Linked DNA regions of Hordeum vulgare: region 2 is linked to region 1. A link is a contact called in public Hi-C data. All regions are on one chromosome and are shown on one strand. The core of a region is the stretch at or near the end of the contact, and the rest is flanking DNA. Distances in the headings are between cores, read along the strand shown.

Region 1 (4,530 bases), core at 382-2,881:
GACAGCCCATGATGCATACAAGGGAGATTCCACAAGACTTGACACACAAGACAAGGACTCCACTAAAGCATATGCCTACGATACATTATATAAACCAAGGCCAGGCTAATCAGTAGACAATCTCATATTCATATGATCTTTACTCTTAGGGTTTAGACCACGACATACGATCTCGAGGTAGATCAACTCTGTACTCGATACTCCATCATCAATATAAACAAGAGCAGTACGTAGGGTTTTACCTCCATCAAAAGGGTCCGAACCTGCGTAAAACATCGTCTCCTTCGTCCCCTGTAATTCATCGATCTAAGGTCCACAGCTCGGGACCCCCTACCCGAGATCCAAGGTCCACTAACGACAGCGGCGGGTGAGAGAAGAGGACGTAGAGGCCCGACGGATCGAGCAGATGGAGTGCGAGGCCGAAGCTGAGGAGAAGGAGCGACGTGCTGCCCACCGAGCGTCGGTGCAACCACCAGCGAACGACGTCGTTGTCGCTTAGGAGACGGCCTTTCCCTGGGCTGGCCCGACGCTGACCCTCGTCGACCTCACCGGTCCAAACGACGACGACGAGAAGAATGTCTAGGGCAACGCGTCTCCTCATTTTAGTTTACTTAATTTTACATTTAATGTAATGTGGACTATCGCCGGCCTTCGAGGCCGGCATTAAATTTTTAACAATGGTTTCTCTATTTTAAAATTGTCTATTTTTTTTTTGCTACACCTAAAAATGGATCATTGTCCGCGTTGGAAGCAAGCGGCGATTCAATTACAAAAGCAAACACAATCCAATTAAATAAAATATGCACGTCCGTTTGGGTCGAGAGGTTGCAGGTGCTTTGAAAAGTTTTACCTTTCCATTTATGGTCGGTTAGCAGGATCTCTGCACACGTTTGTGGCACCATGTTGTTTGCAGTAAAATTGAGTGACGTCATTGGAGACGCCCAAGAGAGAACCGGAACGCTTGAACCGATGAACAATCCAGATAGATGACTGTGGGTCCTTGAGCCTTGCCAAAAACGTCAGCGACACGACGAAAGGACGCCATGCCGCCGCGGTTTCTCGATCACCGTGGCCGGCCCAGCTCTCGATCTCACCGCTGTATGGCTCGTTTTTTTTTTTTTGCGGGGACTGTATGGCTCGTTTTTTTTAATTGCGGGGACTGTATGGCTCGTATTCATTAGCAGCACTGCACCAGCAAATTTTGACAGTTTGTACGTACAGTACTCCTCCAGTTTACCAGCTCGCACGTGAGGATGATGGTGCCACGCCGGCATGTCATCCCATTGACCACGTTCGTCCGCTAGTCTCCATTCCCCACCGCGCCGCGCCGTGTCGAGGAGAGGAGGAGTCCAGTCCACGCGGTGTCGTGCGGATCTGCGAAACCGCGTGAACCGCGGCACGCACCCGCACCCGCTCGCTGTCAGCCGGTGGGTGCCCACCCGCCACACCGCGTCCTCGGGGCGCGGCCACCTTCCTGGTTGCTCCTGCTCCACACCAGCGCGGCGCAGGCGCGGGCCGGTCTCGCTTTCCTGCCTCCCCTTCCTTGTCCAAAAAGCAACCCCCGCGTTCACACATCGCCATCGATCGGCCTCGTCGCATCACGGCGTATTTATATCGTTCCCCATTTCACACCAGTCTCCTCGCCTCTCCACCTACCAATCACAGGACGATCGTTTCTCTCGTTTCGTTTCGTTTCCTCTTCAATCGCTGACCCGCACCCACCACCGCACCAATCGCGACTCCCGCGCTCCCGGCCAGCGTTACTAGCTACCGTGACGTATATGAGATCCCCATCCGGCGCCCGCCCCAGCAGCGGAGGAGGTGCTGCGGCAGAAGACGATTTCGCCTTCTACTACTCTTTCTTGCAGGACGCTGCCGCCGCGTCGCCGCTCGCGCTCGACGAAACCGTCGCCGCCGCCGCGATGCCAAACAACCGCCGGAGGAAGCGCGGAGGGGACGACTCCATCAAGGACGGACCGCCCGCCGGTAACAACGGAAGGAAGCGCTCCATCGCCACCATAATAACTTCGCTCGCCGCGCTCGAGGCCGAGGGCCACGCCGACAGCGCGGGGGCCGCCGATGCCTCCCGCCGCGAGCTCGCGCTTCTCGAGTCCAACGCCGACAACAAGTCGCAGGCCATGATGGACTACTTCGCCAAGATGGAGGGCAGCTTTGATGCCGACGCCGAGTCTGAGGCCGCTGCGCGCTCCAGGCGCTCGCAGCTCTCGGCGTCGGCAGCGGCAGCGGCCGTCGTGGCTGCCGAGGAGGCCGCCACCAACACTGCAGCGTCGGCCTCGCCGCCGCGTGCAGGCCACCACCAACGCCGTCTGTGGGTCAAGGACCGGTCGCAGGCGTGGTGGGACCAGTGCAACAGCCCCGATTTCCCAGAGGCAGAGTTTCGGCGCGCCTTCAGGATGGGCCGGGAGACGTTCGACATGATCTGCGATGCGCTCGGCTCCGCGGTGGCTAAGGAAGACACCATGCTTCGCGCGGCCATCCCCGTGCGTCAGCGCGTCGCCGTCTGCATCTGGCGCCTCGCCACCGGTGAGCCGCTCCGCCTCGTCTCCAAGCGCTTCGGCCTCGGCATCTCCACATGCCACAAGCTCGTCCTCGAGGTCTGCGGGGCCATCAAGTCTGTCCTCATGCCGCGCTTCCTCCAATGGCCCGATGAGGCCGCCGCCGGCAGATTCAAGGAGGGCTTCGAAAGATCCTTTGGCGTTCCGGGCGTCATCGGAGCCATGTACACCACGCACATCCCTATCATCGCGCCCAAGATCTCCGTCGCCGCCTACTTCAACCGTCGGCACACGGAGCGCAATCAGAAGACATCCTACTCCATCACGCTCCAGGGGGTGGTCGGTCCTGACCGCGCCTTCACCGACGTCTGCATCGGCTGGCCGGGCTCCATGCCAGACGATCAGGTGCTCGAGAAATCCATGCTGCACCAGCGCGCCGCGGCGGGTATGATGCACGACGCTTGCCTCGTCGGTGGCGCAAGCTACCCGCTCATGGATTGGGTGCTCGTGCCCTACACACACCAGAACCTGACATGGACGCAGCACGCCTTCAACGAGAAGGTCGGCGACATCCGCAACGTGGCCGTGGAGGCGTTCGCGCGGCTCAAGACACGGTGGGCGTGCCTCCAGAAGCGCACGGAGGTGAAGCTCCAGGACCTCCCCGTGGTGCTCGGCGCCTGCTGCGTCCTGCACAATATCTGCGAGATGCGCCGCGAGGAGCTCGAGCCGGAGGTCCAGTTTGCTCTTTTCGACGACGATACCATGCCGGAGACCCCTGTTCGCTCTGAGACCGCCAAGCAGGAAAGGGACAGCATCGCCCACAACCTCCTCCACCGCGGCTTTGCCGGCACCACATTTTTCTGATCAAATCACCTCCTGCCCTCTCCTTGGCTTGGGTACAGATAAAATTAAACATGTAGCGAATTCTTTTAGCCGCTAGTATAGAACATTTTGTTACGATTTATTTGTACACGACGTTCAGACAAAGTGGAAATTCATGTAAACATTCTGTGGAAAAAAATCGGCAGTAGCTGCTGTCGGTTCCTCGGTTTAACATTTAAAGATTTATATACAATTTAATTTACAAATGAAAACCAGAGCTGGTTTAAATGAAAAGCATTTTCCAGTCTGCTGCACTAGAGACCTCCACGTGCGTGGACCGCAGCTTCAGTTTGATCGCCGAGGCCTCCTTTGCTGACTGGACCCCCACCCTCTCTATCCCGCCTCGTGCCGCCTCCCCCGCTTCCCTTCCTCGCGCCCCCTCCTCTCTCTCATGTTGCTGTCGGAGGGTGCCCCTGGATCTGGCCGGGTGGTTTTGGCGTTCCTTGTTGCCGTCGGAGGGTGCTCCCGGATCTGGTCGGATGGTTTCGGCGACGACGGGTCTTCCATTCTCCCACGCGCAACGCCCTTCCTCGAGCAAGGTTCGGCGGCAGGTGCTGCTCGACGCACGACGGTCCGCCTCCCTGGCAGCACGGGCCGGCGTTAGGCGCGGTAACGTTGATGCTCTTGGTGGCGAGGTGGCCTGGTGACGCTGGGTGGCTGGCGGCGCAACCCTTGCCCTGAGGAGCCCATTTCAGTTCTAGCGGGCCGGCGTCGACGTGGCTTAGTTGCCTCTGGCATGGCGAACTGGTGGAGCAGGTCGGACAGGGAGCAGCGACATCGACGACATGCCCTCTCCAGCGCAACGGCGGAAGCTTCACGGGCGTTTAGGGCCTCGCCGTGCTGTCGCGTTCGGTCAGATACCGCGCGTGTGTGTTGACGGGGGCTTCCAGAGAGAGTTTTGCCTTTTATTTGCTCTTATTTGGTTTCATAAAACATTTTGTCTTTTGGATGACTTAATCTTTCGTGTTTGATCATACTTTGATTGTTGATGCTACTATGTTATTCCTTTTTATCTATCTACATGATGATCATTTACCTATTTGTGTGGTGTTATGTGCATTGCTATTCATTTATATCATTTATGTGCACCAATAAAATGTATGTGACATGGAAGAGTGACCCAAGATCCTAA
Region 2 (4,357 bases), core at 434-2,933, 580 kb after region 1:
TCGAAATTATGTCTAGGGGGGGTATTAGACTACTTGACAAGATAATTTTTTCCCCTTTCCCAATTTTAGTTGAGAGGCAGCTATGGTAGTTATAACAAGTCAAGTACACCCTACACATGCATTTCTAAGAGTGTAGCAGCAAAAAGTAAAACATGCAAGTGTAACGTACATGAGTAAGGTAGGGAGATTAAACGCATGAGGTTGACACGGCAAATTTTGGCATGGTTCCGATAGGTGGCGCCATCGTACGTTCATGTTATTGGAGACTTCAACTCACGGAGGGTAACAGTTGCGAGAGTCCATGGAGGGCTCCACCCACGGAGGGTCCACAAAGAAGCAGCCTTGTCTATTCCACCACGGCTTCCGTCCATGGAGGACTAGCCTTACCGACGGTAGATCTTCACGAAGTAGGCGATCTCCTTGCCCTTACAAACATCTTGGTTCAACTCCACAACACGAAGTAGGAGGCTCCCAAGTCCTTGCTCTTGTGCTTCTAAAGATAGTCTCCTCAACACAAAATCACTCTCTCACAGAATATGCATGGGTAGGAGAGGTTGATTTGGTGGAAAGCAGTTTGGGGAGGCTAGAGATCAAGATTCAAATGAATTGAGTGGAATATCTTGGTCTCAACACATGAGTAGGTGGTTCTCTATCAGAAAATGGATCTGGATATGAAGTGTGTGTTCTGAGTGCTTCTCCCATGAATGAGAGGTGGGTGAAGGGTATATATATGGGTAACAACCAAAATCCAACCGTTACACACAAAGTGGCAAACTCGGTGACACTGAAGTTGAAAACTCGGTGGTACCGATTAGCACAAAGGTGTGAACTTTTGAATCTCAGTGAGATCGATATATGAAACTCGGTGGCACCGAAAAGGTGGCTAACGGTCAGATGACCAAACTCGGTGGCATCGATACTCAAACTCGGAAATTCCGATTTTGTGTATCGAGGCACCCGAAAGTTGGTCACCCAAACTCGTTAGCACCGATATGGATTCGGTTGCACCGATTTGGTGGGAATGGCTAGAGTTCCTGTGTGAGATCAAACTCGGCGGGTCTGAAATATGTAAGTTGGTGACACCGAATTTGTGTATGTGAAATTTGACAAAATGTTTTTGTGAGAAAAATGACAGAGTATTTCGGTGGCTAACTTATAGAATTTTGAACAATCAGTTTATTTTACTACCTCACTCCCTTTTAATAGTATTGGCTTTTCTATGAACATAAATGTGATTTCTCACAAAATAGAAAATGAAGAGTCTTCTAGCTTGAAGTTTGAGCCAATATTATTCCTTCCTTGTATCAAGGGACATCTCCACATAATCCTTTAGCCAAAACATCTTTTGAACTTTTCTGAAATATACTTGAAAAACATATTAGTCCAATGATACATTTGTTGTGATCAATTATCAAAACCATCGTGAAACAATTGTGCTTTGAGGATACGAGGTATGTGAATGCACAAAACAAAATATGATGGACCGTCTGGATGCATCCGGGACGTGCCGGGGCGCGTCCACGTGGTCGTGGACGTTTGAGGGGTCTGACTGTAGATGCTCTTAGAGGTCTCAAAATATATCAGCAGTTTTTTAACATATGAGAATACGGAGTAGAAGTGAATCCGCATTCACGTTAAGGAGACGTATTTCATGGCGTGTAAATAGCTCAGCGGCCTTTCTCGTGGAACTGGCGATTTGGTGGAGGCGGTTCTAGAATCGAGCGCAAACAGGCGCAGGCGAAGACCACCCGAACCAGTGGAACCACACTCCTCAAGACAGGCCGACCTGCCGGAGCGCGAGAGTCGAGGCGGCGGCCGGCGGCGTAGGGCAGGCCGGCAAGATGTCGTCGGTGTATGTGCTGGAGCCGCCGACGAAGGGGAAGGTGGTGGTGCAGACAACGGCCGGCCCGATCGACATCGAGCTGTGGGCCAAGGAGGCCCCCAAGGCCACGCGCAACTTCGTTCAGCTATGCCTGGAGGGCTACTACGACGGCACCCTCTTCCACCGGGTCATCAAGTCCTTCCTCATCCAGGGCGGCGACCCCACTGGCTCCGGCTCCGGTGAGATCCTAAACCCTAACCAGACCTGTATATATATAATATAGGGTTTCTGATTCCGGATTTCACTGTCGGCCTTTACAATGATCTGTGTCTAAGTTTAGAATTTTGTGCCTGGTTAACTATCTGTTTGAGCCATATATGTGATTGGTGGATTTGGGGGTGTTTTGAACTGAACCTGATGATTATCAGATATCAACCTGCAGGGGGTGAGAGCATCTATGGGGCACCGTTCGCTGACGAGTTCCATTCACGTTTGAGGTTTAATCACAGGGGTTTATTGGCGTGTGCCAATGCGGGGACACCTCATTCTAATGGAAGCCAGTTCTTTATTACCCTTGACCGCTGTGATTGGCTTGATAAGAAGAATACAATTTTTGGGAAGGTATGTGTCTAGCTTGTCTGTCCCCGTGGTGCATGTATTGGTGTAAACCTTTGTTTCATTGGAGGTGATTACAGTTTACCGTGTGTGTGTGCACGCGTCCAGGTCACTGGGGATTCTATCTTCAATCTTCTGGCCTTGGCTGATATCGAGACTGATAAGGATGATCGGCCTGTATACCCGCAGAAAGTTCTTTCAGTCGAGGTAGTTTTCCCCCTCATGTTTCATTTAGTTCTGGAATACTTCTCCAACAAAGCAGATTCTTCTATCTGTTTTTCTGTTACCTATGAAGCCTAAGTGGTTGTTGATTAGTTACGTGTGTTTCTGCTTTTATAGGTACTCTGGAACCCATTTGATGATATAGTTCCAAGACAACTTACGAAGATTCAGCCTGCTCCCAAGGCTGATGCTGAGAAGAAACCAGAGAAGAAAGCTGTTAAGTATGTTCTCTGCATGTTGGAACCAATTGTCCTTGCAAAGATAAGGTAGTGGTATTGGATTTCATTTGACTTGTCCATTCATCCTATAGGCAACTTAATGTGCTCTCGTTTGGAGATGAAGTAGAAGAGGAGGAGAATGAGGCAGCTTCTTTTGTGAAGGACAAAATAAAGAGTATCCACGATGTGCTGGATGACCCCCGTTTTCTTAAAGTGGAACCACAGGCTGAACAACTGGTCAGTATTATCAATTGTGTCACTTGTGCTTGGGGAAATCTGTAGGATGTTAACCAATCCTTTGCTAGCAAACATATTGGACTAGAAATACCTAGAGACCTTGTCCAACTGGCAGACATGGCATTTTATACTGCGCATCACACTTCTGCTGTGTTAGTGTGCATACCAAACCAGAAATAGGTGTTGCTAGCTTTCCTACTTCGTCAACTAAATGGGACCTTTTTCTTATTTTTTTCTAGCATCCTCTATTTAAAAGCACTAATTACCTAAAGAGCACTTTTGTACAGAGTGCTTTGTTGGACTAATTTCCTGTATTTCGTCTTCTATTGATTATTCATGTAATTAAATATATATTCCCTTTATACACTGTCAATAACTCAAATACATTTTTCGTGTTGAATTGGTTTAAGACATGAGTTGTATCCTGGGCTCTGGTCAGGTTTTGCTTAATAAGATCTACTCGCTTACTATTGAATATTTTTTAGACCTTGTCAAATTTGAACACCATTGTGCTTGTTGCAACTATCCAGTCCAAGGAGGAAGAGGAGAAGAAAAATGAAACTGTCCTATCTATCAGGGAGGCTTTAATCTCGAAGAAAGCTGACTCCAGAGAGCCAGAGCATGATCCAGAAAATGATGATTCTCCTGAAGATGAGAATGAGGAGGATTTTGACAACAGGATGCGTTCACGGATTCTAAAAAAACGTAGAGAGCTTGGGGATATTCGGCAGAGTCAATCTTCCAAGAAAGGTAATTTGCTATTCCTGTTCTATTAAGATGGCCATTCTCCAGTTCAGCCATTTGCTGTGCCATGACAGACATAATGAGAGGCAGGATTATGTAATTTCCTGCGGCTACTTGCATTTTTTGGCTGATGTCACATGATTGCTACATGTAAGTTGGAAAACTGAGCAATCTTTCCCCCCCTCTTTGATACAGATAAATCTCATCAGAAGGATAAAGAATTACCAGCTCACAGGTTCTATTATTATATCTACCTTATTTATATGTTCCTTATCCTTATTCCTTATGCACCGTGATTTTCTTCTGCATATAGGATTGTTGTTTAGTTCAATGTGGTAGGTTATCATTATGATGTTTTGATCAACCAGAATATCTGTTCTTGTGAACAACACCATGTAGTATTCCTATATGTCCTTATAGTCCTGAGCTCTTGTCTAATACAGTAATACTAAGTGGTAGTTTGCTGAAAACTCATTTATAAGTCTGTTACTACTTATAA

Evidence for each region. A called contact is a pair of places that touch in the nucleus more often than the background predicts.
Region 2: a Hi-C map of seedling shows a contact between it and region 1, with 5 times the contacts expected there. The contact joins the promoter of LOC123443765 here to the promoter of LOC123443764 in region 1. A contact is called at or near these places in 1 of 6 Hi-C or Micro-C datasets (seedling) and 1 of 1 datasets of contacts at active chromatin or transcription factors (embryo).

The regions. Positions count from the first base shown.
Region 1 is chr3H:331,637,690-331,642,219 of MorexV3_pseudomolecules_assembly, forward strand. It overlaps LOC123443764 (protein ANTAGONIST OF LIKE HETEROCHROMATIN PROTEIN 1-like), which reads left to right and starts at 1,632. Exons shown (of 1, transcript XM_045120288.1): 1 at 1,632-3,570. The coding sequence starts at 1,782. The coding sequence ends at 3,380.
Region 2 is chr3H:332,214,820-332,219,176 of MorexV3_pseudomolecules_assembly, forward strand. It overlaps LOC123443765 (peptidyl-prolyl cis-trans isomerase CYP57), which reads left to right and starts at 1,684. Exons shown (of 11, transcript XM_045120291.1): 1 at 1,684-2,061; 2 at 2,265-2,443; 3 at 2,546-2,644; 4 at 2,777-2,880; 5 at 2,970-3,102; 6 at 3,645-3,864; 7 at 4,054-4,093. The coding sequence starts at 1,842.